Regions from separate parts of the Sus scrofa genome. Here region 1 is linked to region 2. A link is a contact called in public promoter capture Hi-C data. All regions are on one chromosome and are shown on one strand. The core of a region is the stretch at or near the end of the contact, and the rest is flanking DNA. Distances in the headings are between cores, read along the strand shown. Region 1 holds the start of ATP6AP1 (V-type proton ATPase subunit S1). Region 2 holds the start of MECP2 (methyl-CpG-binding protein 2).

The links. Promoter capture Hi-C pulls out the DNA fragments that hold promoters and counts their contacts.
Region 1: a promoter capture Hi-C map of fetal liver shows a contact between it and region 2, with 2.5 times the contacts expected there. The contact joins the promoter of ATP6AP1 here to the promoter of MECP2 in region 2. A contact is called at or near these places in 1 of 5 promoter capture datasets (fetal liver), 1 of 47 Hi-C or Micro-C datasets (heart right ventricle) and 1 of 2 datasets of contacts at active chromatin or transcription factors (alveolar macrophages).

What each region holds. Positions count from the first base shown.
Region 1 is chrX:124,949,223-124,953,975 of Sscrofa11.1, reverse strand. It overlaps ATP6AP1 (V-type proton ATPase subunit S1), which reads right to left and starts at 1,444. Exons shown (of 10, transcript XM_021080754.1): 1 at 1,241-1,444; 2 at 870-996. The coding sequence starts at 1,398.
Region 2 is chrX:124,785,592-124,790,369 of Sscrofa11.1, reverse strand. It overlaps MECP2 (methyl-CpG-binding protein 2), which reads left to right and starts at 1,307. Exons shown (of 5, transcript XM_021080802.1): 1 at 1,307-1,393.

The DNA of each region.
Region 1 (4,753 bases), core at 195-2,694, 160 kb before region 2:
GTGGAGCATTTGACATGTCCAAAGGCCAGTAAGTAGCAGAACTAGCACTGAGTTCCAGTCTGACTACATTATTCACTGCCTCCTGGAAGGCCAGCAGGCCAGCATGGCCCCCGCCACCTGCCCACAGAGCAACAGAGCCAGACCACAGGGGAATGAGCCATACAGGCCGCCAGTGAGGAAGAGACAAGCTAAGGCTTGATAACCTCCCAAACACCAACCCTACACTGCCCTGGAATCTTGGGATCTACACCCCTGCTCTGGAGGCAGAAAGACCCAGATGGGAAGGACAAACTGGGGGGTGGAGGGAGCGTCCCACAGGCTCGGCTGGAACCAGTTGTGGCTTCTGCACAAGCTGTGGCTCTTCGGCCGATGCCTCTACCTCGACAGGCCTTAGTTTTCTGGCAGTAAAACCAAGTCAATGACATCAGCTTAGCACAGGGCAAACGAAGCCCTCAGCAGGGGAGCCTTCTTCTAGCATCTCTCCCTTAGAATGACAGCTCTGCCACCCATTAGCTGCGTGACCTTGGGCAAGTCACAACACTATCCTTGGGCATCAGTCTTTTCATCTGTTAAAAGGGTTGATAATCCCTCCCCCCTAGAGCAAATCAGACAAGGGTTTGCTACGCAGTAGGCATCTGGCCTCCCACCCTTTACTTTCCCCAGTCAAGTGGGTGCCATTTCAGGGCCCTCCCCGTTCCCACTGAGGGTTCTCCTGTAGGCCTTCCCAGTGGAGGAGACACACCTCCCTACAGGTGGGACAAGGTCACTGAAGCTTCCCTTGGGGAATGGGCCTCGGTGTCCTGTGGGAGGGGGCTCGCCTGCCTCCTGAAGACCGAGAGAGACAGGGGTGGGGGCTGGGACAGGCGCACCTTGTCTTGCAGGAACAGCAGCACGTTGCGGGGGCCCAGCTCCAGGGCGGGGTCTAAGTAGGTAGACAGCTGCCTGTCGCTGGTGATATGGCCCTCGTGGGTGTTGGCTGCGGGAGCCCACAGGTTTCTGGAGGGGGACAGAAGAGGTGCTGTCAAGAGGGGGCGCACGGCTTGAGATCGGAAGCCCATGGGCTCCCAGCCTGATGCGTGGGTCACAGAGCTCTAATCCAGCTGGCTGGCTACGAGCCGCCGAGCAAGGTCGCCCTTCTGGGCCTCGGCGCGCCTCGCCAAGGGCAGCCCAGGAGTCCGGCGAGGGCACCTCCGCCGCCGCAGAGCGCGCAGCACAGCCCACCCCAGCCCGCCCCACTCACCGGTCACTCGACCACAGCACCAGCGGCACCTGCTGCTCCGCCGCCGACGCCGCCGCCACCACCGCCACCGCCACCAGCGGCAGCCACGGCATCTGCCAGAGCGCCGGACCCCGCCGCGTCCCCGCCCGCACCCGAGCCGCCGCGGCCGCCGCCATCATAACCTCTCGGACTCCACTGCCTCGACCCACCGCTGCCACCGCAGATCAGGTGACCGTCGCCCCCGCCCGAGCTCCGCCTCGAGCCGCCATTGGCTCGGACGCGCTCCTGCGCTGCAGAGCTTCAAGTGACTGGAGGACGTGAGTGCCACTCACGGCCGCTCCTTTTCCCTGGTTGGCTGTACGTGTCTCCAGGAGCGCACGTTCCCAGTAGGGAAGGGGGCGGGGCCGAGCCCAGCTCGCTCCCCCCGCCCAACCCCCGCAGAAGGAAGGGGCCGGGCGAGGCGGCGCGGGAGCCCGATGGAGTCTGCGCCGCGGGTCCTCGCGCGCTTGGCTTCCCCTCTTTCGGTTTAATCTTCATAATGCTTAAAGTAGCAATTATGATTTCTTTTTCCTGTAGGTGGGCCCTCCCTTACACAGGTAAGGAAAGAAGAGGACCCCCAGGAGAGCGTCGGGAGGAACCGCAGCACTGCCCGTGGGCAGCAAGAGGAGGATCCAGAAGAGAGAGCCAGAGAAGGAGCATCAAAGAAGAGGGGGAAACCGAGGGAAATTTCAAGGCCACATGATTAACAGTGTCATCCTCAGCTGCTGCCAGGAAGCAGGTAAGATGAGGACAGAAAACTTCCTTGGACTTAGCAACAGCAGTTTGGCAAGAGCGATGCTAGTGTGAAGAAATGGAGACCCGGTGTAGATTGCCCTTTGCCGAAGTTGCTTTAAAGAGAAGAAAGAGGGAGTTCACCGGTCCAATTGGACCGATTGGACCTCTAGCCTGGGAACCTCCATATGCCGTGGGTGTGGTCCTAAAAAGACCAGTAAGTAAAGAGAAGAAAGAGACAGAGTGACGGCTAGAGTCAGAAAATGAGAGAAACTACCTCAAACGAATTGGGAGACTTTCGGCTTTTTCTGTGCCATTTTCTAAAAGGCCAAACCTGCAGCATGTGGAATATCTGGGCTGGAGCGGAATCAGAGCTACAGCGGCCTGCCACAGCCACAGCCACAGCCACAGCCACGCCAGATCTGTGACCTGTGTTGCAGCTTGTGGCAGTGCCAGATCCTTAACCCGCTGAGCGAGGCCATGGATCGAACCTGCATCCTCACAGAGACTATGTCGGGTTCCTAACCCGCTGAGCCCACTGGAAACTCTGTGTGCCATTTTTTTAAACTTTTTTTGACTTCACCCGAGACATGCAGAAGTTCCTGGGCCGGGGATCAAAGCAGCAACCCAAGCCACAGCAGCAACCCAAGCCTCAGCACTGACACTGCCAGATCCTTAATCTGCCAAGCAACCAGGGAATTCCTCTGTGCCTTGTTTTTGGTTTCGCTTTTTGCTTTTTAGGGCCGCATCCGCAGCATATGGAAGTTCCCAGGCTAGGGGTCAAATCAGAGCTGCAGCTGCCAGCCTATGCCACAGCCACCACCACAGCAACACAGGATCTGAGCCACATCTGCAACCTGCACCACAGCTCACAGTGACACCGGATCCTTAACCCACTGAGTGAGGCCAGGGATCGAACCCACATCTTCATGGATACTAGTTGGATTTGTTTCTGCTGCACCGCAACAGAAACTCCCTCTGTGCAATTTTCGATTTCTCAGATCGATGACCATTAGAAACAAAGAAAAAACCCCAGTAACTAAAACCAAATATTGAATTTTCATGAAGGATATGTACACGGATTTACTTAGGAGGCAGTGAACTGATGTTTGCAACTTAGTTTGAAACATACCAAAAATAAAGCGGAGAGCAGTTCAAGTACAGAGAGGTGTGTGATAAAGCAACGATAGTAAAATGCTAATGACAGAATCTAGGGGTGAGTACATGGGTGTTCACTGAAAGGGGTTTTTGGTGGTTTTTGTTATTGGCCTCGGTTGTGGCCTATGGAAGTTCCTGGGCCGGGGATCAAACCTGAGCTGCAGTTGTGACCTCTGCCACAGCTGTGGCAACACCTGATCCTTAACCCACTGCGCCACCAGGGAACTTCCTCACTGTAAGTTTTTTTGACCATTCTGCCTGTACTGGGTTGAATCGTGTCCCCCTAAAATCATTGTCTATCCAGAACTGGTAAATGTTGCATGATTTGGAAATAGGATCTCTGCAGGTGTGATCAAGATGAGGTCATGCTGGGCGGGGGCTAAATCCAATGACTGGTGTCCTTATAAGAAGAGGGAAAGTTCTGGAGTTCCCCTGTGGCCGTGGCACAGTGATTAACGAATCCGACGAGGAACCATGAGGTTTCGGGTTCGATCCCTGGCCTTGCTCAGTGGGTTAAGGATCCGGTGTCGCCGTGAGCTGTGGTGTAGACCGGCAGCTACAGCTCCGATTCGACCCCTAGCCTGGGAACCTCCATATGCCACGGGTGCGGCCCTAAAAAACACCTCAGCTGAGCACAAGATGCAAATAAATCCAACGAGATCCATCGCAGCACCATTTGTAGTTGCAAAACTTTGGTCACTTCTGACCAGACCCTGGGACAACTGCTACCACCTCCCTTTCCCCCCAAATAGCATCTCATCAGCAGAATTCCGTCTGCATGCAGAACCCTCGACTCAGCGCAGGACAGCACCCGAGAAGGGGGCTCTTCTGGGAGCCACCCCACCCGGTACACCGTGACTCCCCGCCAGGTCCACGTAGCTGACGGACCACTGATCACCTCCGTCTGTCAGAGAAACTGCTAACGACATCATAGTCACGGTTGTCACAAATGTGGCTTGGATGAGGACAGTGGCAGTCGAGCTGAAGAAGGGAGGCATTGGTGTGGGACTGAGGTTCCCCCCGGCAGCAGGATGGCAGGGTGGGGGCAGGGGTCTGGGAGCACTCAAAGAGAGGAGTCCGAGCCGGGGCAGTTGGTGGGCGCGGGAAGGAAAGACCACTCCCCCAAGCACTCCCGTCCTTCCCCCCCTGGGCTTGCCCTTGCCCTTGCTCGCTGCCCCCGGGCTCGGTAGCATTCCCTCCGTCTGTCATTCCTTCTGTCACTCATCTAAATCCTAGATGGCGCCTCGGGGAATAAAACAAGGACCCCCAAACATGGCATCACAGCATAGGACAGACCTGGCAAGGGACACATTTTGAGAGGGAAGTTCCATACCCGTGCAACACGAGTGAAAGCTGTCAAGGGAAAGGACAGAGGCCCTGGGGACCAGAAGAGCAGTGACACAGAGTGACGGGGGGGGCGCTGGGGGCGGGGGGGGCTGGTGGCCATGGACGAATAGGAACCCAAACCGCGCCATTTAAATAAAGTTTGAAGGCAAAGACTCTGGAAAGTGTGGTCGTGCTGCTCTCTTCCTTCCCATCCTTAGCGGAGGAACCTCTGGCCTCGATCAGTGGGTTGCGGATCTGGTGTGGCTGTGAGCTGTGGTG
Region 2 (4,778 bases), core at 58-2,557:
ACTCGTGAGACCTCAACACGTCAGGTGTAGTCTCTCCTCAGGGCCTTTGAACTTGCCCAACATCTTCTTCTCTCCCCAGATAGCCATATGGGGAATAATATGTGAGCAAAAGCCTGTGGTTATATAAGCAGCACCCCCTTTACCCTTGCTTTATCTGTCTGAAAGCGCTTATCACTAGGAGACATATTACACACTTATTTGTACATATTGCTTTGTATGAAGCCTCCCCCACAGGAATGATAGTTTTGCTGTCTTATTCAGTACTGTGCATCCAGAGCCTGGAACAGTGTCTTCCATAACGTGTATTTAATAAATTAACAGAGGGTAAGGAGCCACATCAGAATCAGAGGGTTCCTTGACCCTAGCTCAAGGGTCACTGGATGAATCGGATGATAGCTGGAATCAGAGTAAGGTCGCCTAGACAAACAGGCCTATCCTGAACACTCCATTAGCTAAAACTTTTCTCATACTCTTAAATATTTTTCTCACCGGCACTGTGGATCTTAGCTCCCAAATCACTTCTTCTAGAAGTCTTTCCTCTCCTGTGCAGGCAGTTAAGGGCTGCTGCCTTTGTGCTTCCATTGTGCCTTCTGCCCACCTCCACCAGACTATCTGCAGCCTTGGCTCTTCCCCCATCAGAGTTTCAAGAAGATCAAGGCTGTGATTTGTTCCTCAGTTTATTCCCTGCCCCTGTGATTGTGTGGCACACTACAGGTCAGATGTAAGAATGCATTGGGTAGGCCTCTTAAACCAAGGTCCCTCGGCTGGAACAATGTCAGGCAACTTTGCTGCTTGTACTGAAGGTGGTAATGTGGAGAAAATGCGGGTGCGGTGAAACACGTATAGCGGCGTACTGGGTGTGTTTGTGGACAGCGGGTCGAGGGCCCGGCATGGCCGCGCAAACAAGCGTCCCGAGCCTAGGCCTAGCTTTGCTCCAGCATCCGCAAGGGCCCATTAATCCTTAATATTCAAATTCCGCCCACTAAACCAGCCCCCCGGAGCCCAAGCCGCTTCTTTTTCCCAAATGACGGCCGTTGGCAGCCAATCCGCAGCTAGACGGGGCGTCCGCCCCCTTTTCCCTTGCCGGAATGGACACGATCTCCCGCCAATTGGCGGCGTCGCCGCCGAGACCCCGCCCCACCCCGGGCGCCGCACCCAATGGCGTGCGGGCTCGCGGCGGCGCCGGGGGCCGGGCGCGGGTGCGCAGGTGCAGCAGCGCGCAGGCCGGCCGGGAGGGCGGGGCGCGACGTCGGCCGTGCGGGGTCTCGGCGTCGGCGGCGCGCGCGCTCCCTCCTCTCGGAGAGAGGGCTGTGGTAAAAGCCGTCCGGAAAATGGCCGCCGCCGCCGCTGCCGCGCCGAGCGGAGGAGGAGGAGGAGGCGAGGAGGAGAGACTGTGAGTGGGACCGCTGCGGCCGCGGGCGGGGACCCTTGCTGGGGGGCGGGGGTAGGGGCGGGACGTGGCGCGGGAGGGGCCCGCGGGGTCGGGCGACACGGCTGGCGGATGGCGTCCCTCCTCTCTTACCCTCCCCCTCCCGCTGGTGACGGCCCCCCCCCCTCGGCCCGTTACCCGCACTTGCGGGTGACCGTCCTCGGCGCAGCCTCCCAGGGCAGCCTTCGCCTGGTTCCCCCCTCCCTCCCTCCCTCCCGCCTTCGGCGCGCATCCCGGCCCCTGGCCCCGCGGGCGCCCCTGTCGCCGGGGCTTCGCCTGTCGGGGCTGCGCGCGCGTCGTGCCCTTCGCGGGGCTTCGGGCCCGCGGCGCCGTCGCGCGCCCGCGGCCCCGGCCTCTCCCTGGATCGCGCTTTCGCGTCTCCCTCCCTCGCGCGCCCCCTCTCCCGTTACTCGGCCCCCCCACCGACGCGCGTGCGCAGTCCGCCTCCCGTCGGGAGAGTGCGCCACAAGGGCTCCGGCGCTCTCACCCCCATCTCCAGGCTTTGCCTCCCCCTCCTTCTCGCCCATTCCATGACTTTCTGCCCCCACTGCGAGCGAGTTCCTTTCGCATCTAGCAGGAACAAGTAGGTGGGAATTATTGTCCACCCACAAAAGGCGCTAGACATTGTGTTCCTGGTCCCACGGCTCATCATAAAGAGGCGGTTATAGTTACCATCAGGAGCCGTGGGTCGGGGACTGCGTGTCCGGCAGCACCTGAGGCTCTTCGGTGGGAGCTCGCCCCCAGGGTCTTTGGGGGTGCTGTGGCCTCAGAATCTGAGCGCCCTCCCCTCCTCCCCCCGTTCGCCGGCGATCTTCCAGTTACATAAGTGGAGTGGGACATAGTATGTGACCGGCTTCCAGAGCCGCGGAGCGCGCCTTGCTCACGATCCCCAGCCCCGGATGGGGCAATTTCATCGCCCCTCTGTGGTTCCTGTCAGTTGTCCCCGAAAGTTTCTTTTCTTTTTCGTGTGGTTCTGACTGAATCACCCAAACTGAAATTCAGGTGACTTGTACGTGGCGTGGCAATGTTTTCTGTGGGTTTGCACTGAAGACTTAAGGTCACTGTGAAGAGTCTAAAGATTGCTTTGACGGAGGAGACCGTTTATGGCATTACCAAGTGTGGATCAACGGGGCGGGGGTGGGGGGGGAGCTTGCTCTGGAACATACCTCTGTGGCCGTCGCTTCTGTTGTGTGTTTGGTGTAGATTGGTCACAGCAGAAATGGGCTCCACCACAAAAATGATATTCCTGACTCATGGTCAGGCAGATGTGTGCTTCTGATTATTTTTCCAGGAACAGGAACGGGCTCTGTAGAGCCATTCCCATGTTGTGTCTTTGCTGTGCAGGATCAGTGCCCCACATTGTGAGATGGTAGGATCGAATTCAGGGAGTGCTTGGTGATCGTGGAACCAAACCTACTAGCCCGTGAGGCTGAGTGGCTTAGACTTTGTAGGACTCTCACAACTTTTAGGCATTTTGTCATTCTACAAAAAGGAAGCATATTCAGGCCTTGGGAGGAGAATTCATTGTTAATGGACAATTACTCTAGGGGAGAAATTTGGGTTTCAAAGCCAGAATTTTCATCTGCGTCTTAGTGATTTCACTTAACAATGAGATTAACTGCTCCTCTTGGGTTGTTTGAAACATGCTGGATCCTTATTGCAGACAACCAGCCAACCAGATCCGGATTTTTTTAGGTCTCTTGGGAATTTCCACCAGGGATTCAGGGAAATAGGCTTGTTTATGGGCTTTTTAGGACTTGTACTTAAAAGTCCAGTCAGGGAGCCTAGGAAGCCTTTGGTTTTATGTTCTTACCCAGACCATGTCAGAACCTTAAAGGACACAGCCAGTGTAGTAGAAGTACGGGATTAAATAAGTTGTCACCGAGCGCACATCGCTGGCCCGGCCCTGCCGTACATTCCTGTCCACACACACACACAAGCCTCACTTGACAAAGCTTCCAGGGTTTGTACATCTGAGCCCGAGATGTGAGAGGACAAGGGCTCTGCTTCGTTTGGCATCATTGGCAGTGCGTTAGCCCTCTCGACTGCCCCTCCAGACAGCTGTTCCATCCTACCCCTATCCCTTTAAACTGCACAGCTTCCAGAATATAGTTTCTCTGCAGAGTGCCTGGTGGCATCTGAAGTCATTGTGTCCTAACACCTTGAAGAAACCTTCTGTGGCTTTCTTGCCAGTACTGGCCCATCACACCATGCTGTCTCTTGCTGCTACAAACTTGCCTGGAAGGCCTTAAACCTAGAGTCCCAGGTCTTTGTTTCACCTGATAGACCATCATGCAGTCAGATTGCACTCCAGCTTTTGTACTTGCTTATGTTAGGGTTAGAATACAATTTTGCATTCTATTTGCAATTTCCAGCCAGAGCCATTGTTTCCCTGTCTGCTCTGCCTCTTTGTGGCCGAATCTAGTGGGGTGGGGAGGTAAGCTGTGGAATGTGACAGAAAAACTGATGAGCGGATGTTGCCCCCATCCAAATACTCCTTCCTCCGCATTGAGATGGAATGAGAAACTTGCTTCTTGAACCTAGAATAAAGAGCAGATGTAAAGGTGTTACTTTCTTACTCCAGGCCAGTTTTCATCACTCATACACCTGCCTGGAATTATTTGCATGATAAATGATGTCTCCTGGAAGCCGTAATCTTTTATAAAGGCGAATATCAGTGGAGATCTTTTTATCGGCTAAGAGCACTTTGTGGCCAAGCTGCCCGAGTTATCTATGAGAAGAAGACAAGCAGAGAAGATGTTTGACCTTTGTAGTAACTTGTGTTTTAAGTGCACTGGGGGTAAAACATAGTCTAGACTGGCAGTTCCAGGGAGTGTGGCAGGACGCCTGCTTGTTCTCACCCCCTCTGCCATGGTAACATGTGTGCAGACCATCTCGTGTGGTCAGCAGACACAACCTTTTTTCTCGGGTAGAGCATTATTACCCCTCCAGTGGATGGACCTTGCCCTCAGTGTTTTGGTACCAGCCCTCTCCAGTCAAACTGCCATTGTCACCACTGCGCCTTTACCTCATTTTGGGTAGGACAGATGTAAACGAGTTCCTTTTCCTTGTACTCTCTGACACAAAAGTGCTCTTGTGCCTTTCTCTTGCGAGGAACCTTTTCCTTCCTATTGAAAGCTTGATTTGCATGCCATTGCTTAAATCCTTGGTTCCACCCCTTTGATGGTAGGTATGGCGTCTGGGGGAACTGAGTGGGAACAGGAATTTGGGGGCTGGCAGGGCATGCCCCCTCCCATGTTTAAGGGGGATTGTGACCACTCTGTTACAGACTAAAGCCTCGGCCTTTTTCACTTCTTCAAGGCACACTTGCATTGGTTCTGCTGGCCTA